Linked DNA regions of Sus scrofa: region 2 is linked to region 1. Evidence: chromatin contacts called from public HiChIP or PLAC-seq data. All regions are on one chromosome and are shown on one strand. Each heading gives the region's core, a stretch centred on a gene start, on an enhancer-like site or on the middle of the called end of the contact. The rest is flanking DNA. Distances are from core to core; before and after follow the strand shown. Region 1 overlaps TMEM154 (transmembrane protein 154). Region 2 overlaps FBXW7 (F-box/WD repeat-containing protein 7).

Region 1 (2,946 bases), core at 244-2,743:
CCAAGGTACTTCTAATTTCTATCACAGATTCTATGTGAGTGTGGCAGCGGGGAAGGGCAATCACAGTCTCAGACTTTTGCTCACCTTCTCTACCGATGGATTTGTTTTGTTTTGTTTTGTGTCTTTTTGCCTTTTCTAGGGCTGCTTCCCGCAGCATATGGAGGTTCCCAGGCTAGGGGTCTAATCGGAGCTGGAGCCACGGGCCTACGCCAGAGCCACAGCAACACGGGATCCAAGCCTCGTCTGCGACCCACACCACTGCTCAGGGCAACGCAGGATCCTTTACCCACTGAGTGAGGCCAGGGATCGAACCCGCAACCTCACGGTTCCCAGTCGGATTCATTAACCACTGGGCCACGACAGGAACTCCTCTACTGATGGATTTTATGTGACAGTTTACATGGGTGAATATTGGTGTGGAGAAATGGGAGTATGAGTTACAGAAAATAGAAAGGAACAAAGTAAATATCCCAGTGACTCTTTATCTTTAGAAGGAAATTAGTACCGACATTTTCTTACCCTTCTAAAGAGACACTGTTGAGTCGGCTTCTGTATTAGTCATAAAGCTTTCTGATTATAACAAACCCTAGGTTTGTTTACATTGGATGAATAAATGCTTGGTAAGGAAAACAGGTGGAGGTGATGATCCCAAAGGGGTAACTCAACACAAATGAGAAAAATGAAGGATGGGAGCTCCCACTGTGGCTCCGCGGTAACAAACCCAACTAGTATCCATGAGGACTCAGGTTCAATCCCTGGCGTCACTCAGTGGGTAAAGGATCTGGTGTTGCAGTGGCTGTGGTGTAGGCCAGCAGCTACAGCTCCAATTCCACCACTAGCCTGGAAATTGACATATGCCTTGAGTGTGGGTCTAAAAGAAGACAAACAAAAAACAAACGGACAAACAAAAAATCCAGAAGATAACTTCACCTGGATTGGATTCTTAAAGTAGAGAAATTAAATGAGAATTTAAAACCTCGTATTCCATTCTACCACTAGGTGGCCCTGCTCGATAGAGGATTTTAGTGCACTGGGCCTGCTTTAGCATTTTGAGATCTTGTTTCAACTTTATCTTTTGGGAGGATAGAAATTACCATGTTTGGGTTTTTCTCTTTTCTTTTTTTTTTTTTTTTAGGGCCACACCGTGGCATATGGAACTTCCCAGGCTAGGGGTCAAATAGGAGCTGCAGCTGCTGGCCTATATCATAGCCACAGGAGCACTGAATCGAGCCCCGTCTGTGACCTACACCACAGCTCATGGCAATGCCAGATCCTTAACCCACCGAGGGAGGCCAGGGATTGAACCTACGTCCTCATGAATACTAGTTGGGCTCGTTACTGCCCAGCCACAAAGGGAACTCCTGTTTGGGTGTTTTTGATCAGAGGATCCTTTGGTCAGGACGTGGGATGTGTTGGCAGGAAATAGGAGTGATGATTCAGCAAGTGGAAGGCTTATTCCACAGAACACTGCTGAGATTGGAGGTGGGGGCACTGAATTGTTGTCAGGGTGACTCAGAGATGACCAGCGAGCAGGGAACTTGACTGAGCCTGTAACTGAGGTATGACGTGCTGTCAGAATAAACAGAATAAACTTTCACAGCAGGATAAATAAATACTCTCCACCTTCTCTCCCTCCGTGTCAACCAAAGATTGTGTGCCTGTCACCTTAAATACGTCCAGAGTGCAGTCACTTGTCATAAGCAGTTCCTGAAGCCCAAGCATTGCAGGAACAATGATGGGGGCCCTTGTTCTGCTTCCTCCCCTAAACTGTACCCCAAAAGTCAGGCCACTACAATCTTACCTCCTCTCCAATGCAGAAATCTACATCTTATTATAGATGTCCGTCGTGGTTATCTCTGCAGGTATTTGCATGTTAAAACTCATCACTGGTTCAGAAAAGAGTCGAGCCTATTTAAATGAGAAATCAGATGTGAACAAACGGATCAAAGAAAAAAATGCTGGTGGAGCATCGTGAAGGACATGACAAAGGAATATTTTCCTTGCACTTCTACCTAAAAACGAATCACTACGTGTGTTCAGTGTAGGGCTCAGATGCCCAGCCAAACCTTATAAATATCTTATTACTGTATCTCTGACAGGCACCCTCAAAAGATGTGAAATGTCAGTGGTTTTTATATCACTGCCTCTCGTTCTTTGAAATTACTGGCAACATAGAAGAAACTTAACCTTGGAGAATTGTATGGTGGTAAAAGAGTCTTAGAAATCATATTTTTAAAATACCAAGAGGCTGGGCTTTAAAACAAGGGCTGGCCTATTTCTGCCTATAAGGCAAAAGGCCTTCACCTATTCAGAAAGTTGCTTTATGCTACGTTAGTTTTCGTGTGCATGTATGTGTCTGTTTATTAAAGGGCCACACCTGCAGCATGTGGAAGTTCCCAGGCCAGAGGTCGAATCGGAGCTACAGCTGCTGGCCTACACCACAGCCACAGCAAGAAGCGATCCAAGCTGCGTCTGCAACCTACACCACAATTCATGGCAACTCCGGATCCTTAACCACTGAGGGAGGCCAGGTATCGAACCCATGTCCTCTCAGATACTAGCTGGATTCATTACTACTGAGCCACAATGGGAACTCCAGTACAGCAAGTTTATGATGAAGCTCAATCTAGAGAAGAGTCTCTTTTTAAATTGCATGTTCATTTTCTTTTATTAATTCGTTCAAAGAAAAGAGATATTCCATAAATGAAAAGACAAGTCAGAGATTTTTAAGAACACTCAGCAGCAAGAAAGCCAGCCCCCATGAGGCTGATCTATAGAGGTGACCGATGTATCTGTCATTCAGTGCAGACATGAATTGCAAGAAAACAGCAGTTTTGTGTGAACTGTTTTGGCCACTCCACTCAAGTAAATCTCTGTGGCCGCTATGACATTATGAGTTTCTATCCTCGTTTTCTCTCTAGTCCCTCAAGCCCTTTAAAAGTCAAC
Region 2 (2,946 bases), core at 126-2,625, 120 kb after region 1:
AGACCCCAGCCTAGGAACTTCCATATGCCACGGGTGTGTCCTAAAGAAGAAAAACAAAGCCACTTCAGTGACAACGCTGGACCTAATGCACCACAAGGGAACTCCCAGGTGACATTACTTTTAATAATATATTTTATTTAATGTAATTTATCAAAAATAGTATCACTTCAACGTGAAATCAGTATGAAAACCATGAAAACTTACTAATGAAATATTTTAGCTCCTATTAACTGAGATCTGGTGTGTGTTTTGTAATTACACCATATCTCATTTCAGGTGCTCACTAGCAGGGGCTAGCATATTGGGCAGTGCAGGTATGGGTTATAAACTTTTTCTTTTCTGTCAGAGATAATTGCATGTGGACTCAGCAAGTAATTGGCTTTAACAATGATTGACTCTCAGATTAGGGTTTGAGTGTTTCAGAATGGTTTTCTGTGGTTGAGATACAGAGTTTTTTGTTTGTAAATGCAAGTACATTTTTATACCTTTTCTTCTTCTTCTTTTTTTTTTTTTTTTTTTTTTGTCTCTTTGCCATTTCTTGGGCCGCTCCCGCAGCATATGGAGGTTCCCAGGCTAGGGGTCAAATCAGAGTTTTAGCCACCAGCCTATGCCAGAGCCACAGCAACGCAGGATCTGAGCCGCGTCTGCAACCTACACCACAGCTCACGGCAACGCCGGATCGTTAACCCACTGAGCAAGGGAAGGGACCAAACCCGCAACCTCATGGTTCCTAGTCGGATTCGTTAACCACTGTGCCACGATGGGAACTCCTATACCTTTTCTTTATACAGGTAATCTCATTGTTGAAAATGGGCAAGTCTGGATAAGATTCTGTAGATTGCATTTCCCCCTTAATCTGAAGATAATAAGTGTTAAACTTTTGTTGAATTTTCTCTTTGTAAATGTTTCATTTTAAATCGGAAAGAAAACGGATTCCTTTTTTGTCTTAATTCCTCTTCACATTCAGACATCGATCAAGAACTATTGACATCTTTTTTGCCTCTTAGCTTAAATGTATTCAGTTAGAGTCCCAGGCTGTATCCTGCTATAGGGTCTTTTTGAGTGGTACTCTGGACACAGTTATCTGAATGGTGCTTCCTAGTTTGGGTTAACAGTAGGAACTCTGATGGCTTTTATGTATCATTGCTAAGCCAGTATAGTTGCTTTGTGTTTTTCCTGCTTGTAGTCTTTTACACACACACAGCTTTTTTTGTTATTGAGATATAATTCACATACCAGAAAATCTACCCTTTTGAAGTATACGGTTTGATAGTTTTTAGTATATTTATGAAGTTTTTGCGCCTGTCACTACTATTTAATGCTATAGCATACTCGTCACCTCAGAAAGAAACCCGATGCCCATTAGCAGTCCTTTCCCACTTCCCCTTTCCACAGTTCCCTGGGCAACCATGAATCGACTTTCTGTTTCTGTGGATTTGCCTGTTTTGGACATTTCATATAAATGGAATCATGCATATATGCCCTTTTGTGTTTGGCTTATTTCACTTAGCAAAATGTTCAAGGTTCTTCTGTCTTGTATCATGTCTCAATACTCAATTCTTTTTTATGGTTGCGTAATATTCCATTGTATAGAAGTACCTCATTTTGTTTATTTATTCTTCGGGTGATGGACAATTGGCTTGTTTCCAATTTTTAGCTATTATGACTAACCTCCCAGTTTTTGAGATTGCATTCATTCCAAGTCCATTACTTTCTTCACATCATCCCTTGTTTTTGTTCATACTTTGAGTGGCTCCCTGTTGCTTATAAAACGTAATTGAAGGTACTTAATTTGCATTAAAACTCTTACAAAGTTTACCCTCAGACTGCTTTCCTTTCTACTCTTCTTTTCCGTTGTGTTGTGCTTTAACATTTCTGAAATATGTGCTACAAATGAATGATAGATTATGTAGACAATATATACAAATTGATCAATTGTAGTTAATTTAAAAATGAACCAAATTTTAAGAATGAAGACTTCATTGATAAACCCAAGGGATAGATAGATAGGTAGATTGGAAATTTGGAGAGTTTAGAAAGGCAACTGTTAGAGCAGAATAAAGAGAAAGATTGCAGTAAAACAAATACTTTTATTCCCTTGGATTTGTCTGTACTGTCAAACAGAAACCTATTCATTTTCATAAAATGTGGAGAAAAAAATCACCTGATTTGAGTCAGCCTTTGATACATGGAACTCATTCAAATCATTCATTTTCTGGTTAACACTATTAGCAATTTATTTTTTTCTGGGGCCACAGTCTTTTTTTTTCTTAACTGGATAGAGTCAGTCTTTCTTCTTTTGACATGTCTGAAATAGTAAAAATGAAATATTTTTAATCTACTAAAAATAATTTCCAGAATGTCTTTATGTGCATGTGTGTGCATATGCACACACACACAAATATAAATGGATAGTGGTATTTTCTCCATTTTATAGAAAAGAGCATAGTATAGAGACTTTAAAAAATTATTCACAGTATATCTTGGAAATCTTTTCATAATAGTATTGAAACCTTTCTCATTTTTTTTTCTTGCCAAGGTATTTTCTCCAACGTGAAATTACTGGGTTAAAAGGTATATCCACTTGAATTTTGATTACCTATACTTAGAAAAAGAGATAAGGAAATATAAACGGGAAAAAGGAAACTTTGTATGGATTTTTTGGGCTTTTGTTTATAAGTGAAAAAATGGAAGGACAGAGCTTTTACGTAATTACTCATGCAGAGTTAGAATGCTCATCTAGGTGTTTCTTTCTTTCTTTTTTTTTTTTTGCTTTTTAGGGCCACACCCATGGCATACGGAAGTTTCCGGGCTAGGAGTCTAATTGGTGCTACAGCTGCTGGCCTACACCACAGCCATAGCAATGCCAGATCTGGACCGTGTCGCTACACCACAGTTCACCACAACGCCAGAGCCTTAGCTCACTGAGCGAGGCCAGGGATCGAA

The links. HiChIP or PLAC-seq counts read pairs in DNA pulled down with a chosen protein or histone mark.
Region 2: a contact with region 1 is called in an H3K27ac HiChIP or PLAC-seq map of alveolar macrophages. The contact joins two enhancer-like sites. A contact is called at or near these places in 13 of 47 Hi-C or Micro-C datasets (adipose tissue, blood, embryonic fibroblasts and 6 more) and 2 of 2 datasets of contacts at active chromatin or transcription factors (alveolar macrophages and skeletal muscle).

The regions. Positions count from the first base shown.
Region 1 is chr8:76,385,703-76,388,648 of Sscrofa11.1, forward strand. It overlaps TMEM154 (transmembrane protein 154), which reads left to right. Exons shown (of 7, transcript XM_003482422.4): 6 at 1-5. It overlaps LOC110262137, which reads right to left. Exons shown (of 7, transcript XR_002346729.1): 6 at 1,802-1,908. Among named protein-coding and RNA genes, the nearest start is that of TMEM154, 32 kb to the left of the region's middle. Within about 2 kb of position 1,494, at least 11 of the 83 cell types and tissues checked have an H3K27ac peak or open chromatin away from gene starts, as enhancers often do. A contact at or near this core is called in alveolar macrophages, where this site is marked.
Region 2 is chr8:76,501,961-76,504,906 of Sscrofa11.1, forward strand. The region is part of intron 1 of FBXW7 (F-box/WD repeat-containing protein 7); the gene reads left to right. Among named protein-coding and RNA genes, the nearest start is that of FBXW7, 21 kb to the left of the region's middle. Within about 2 kb of position 1,376, at least 1 of the 83 cell types and tissues checked has an H3K27ac peak or open chromatin away from gene starts, as enhancers often do. A contact at or near this core is called in alveolar macrophages, where this site is marked.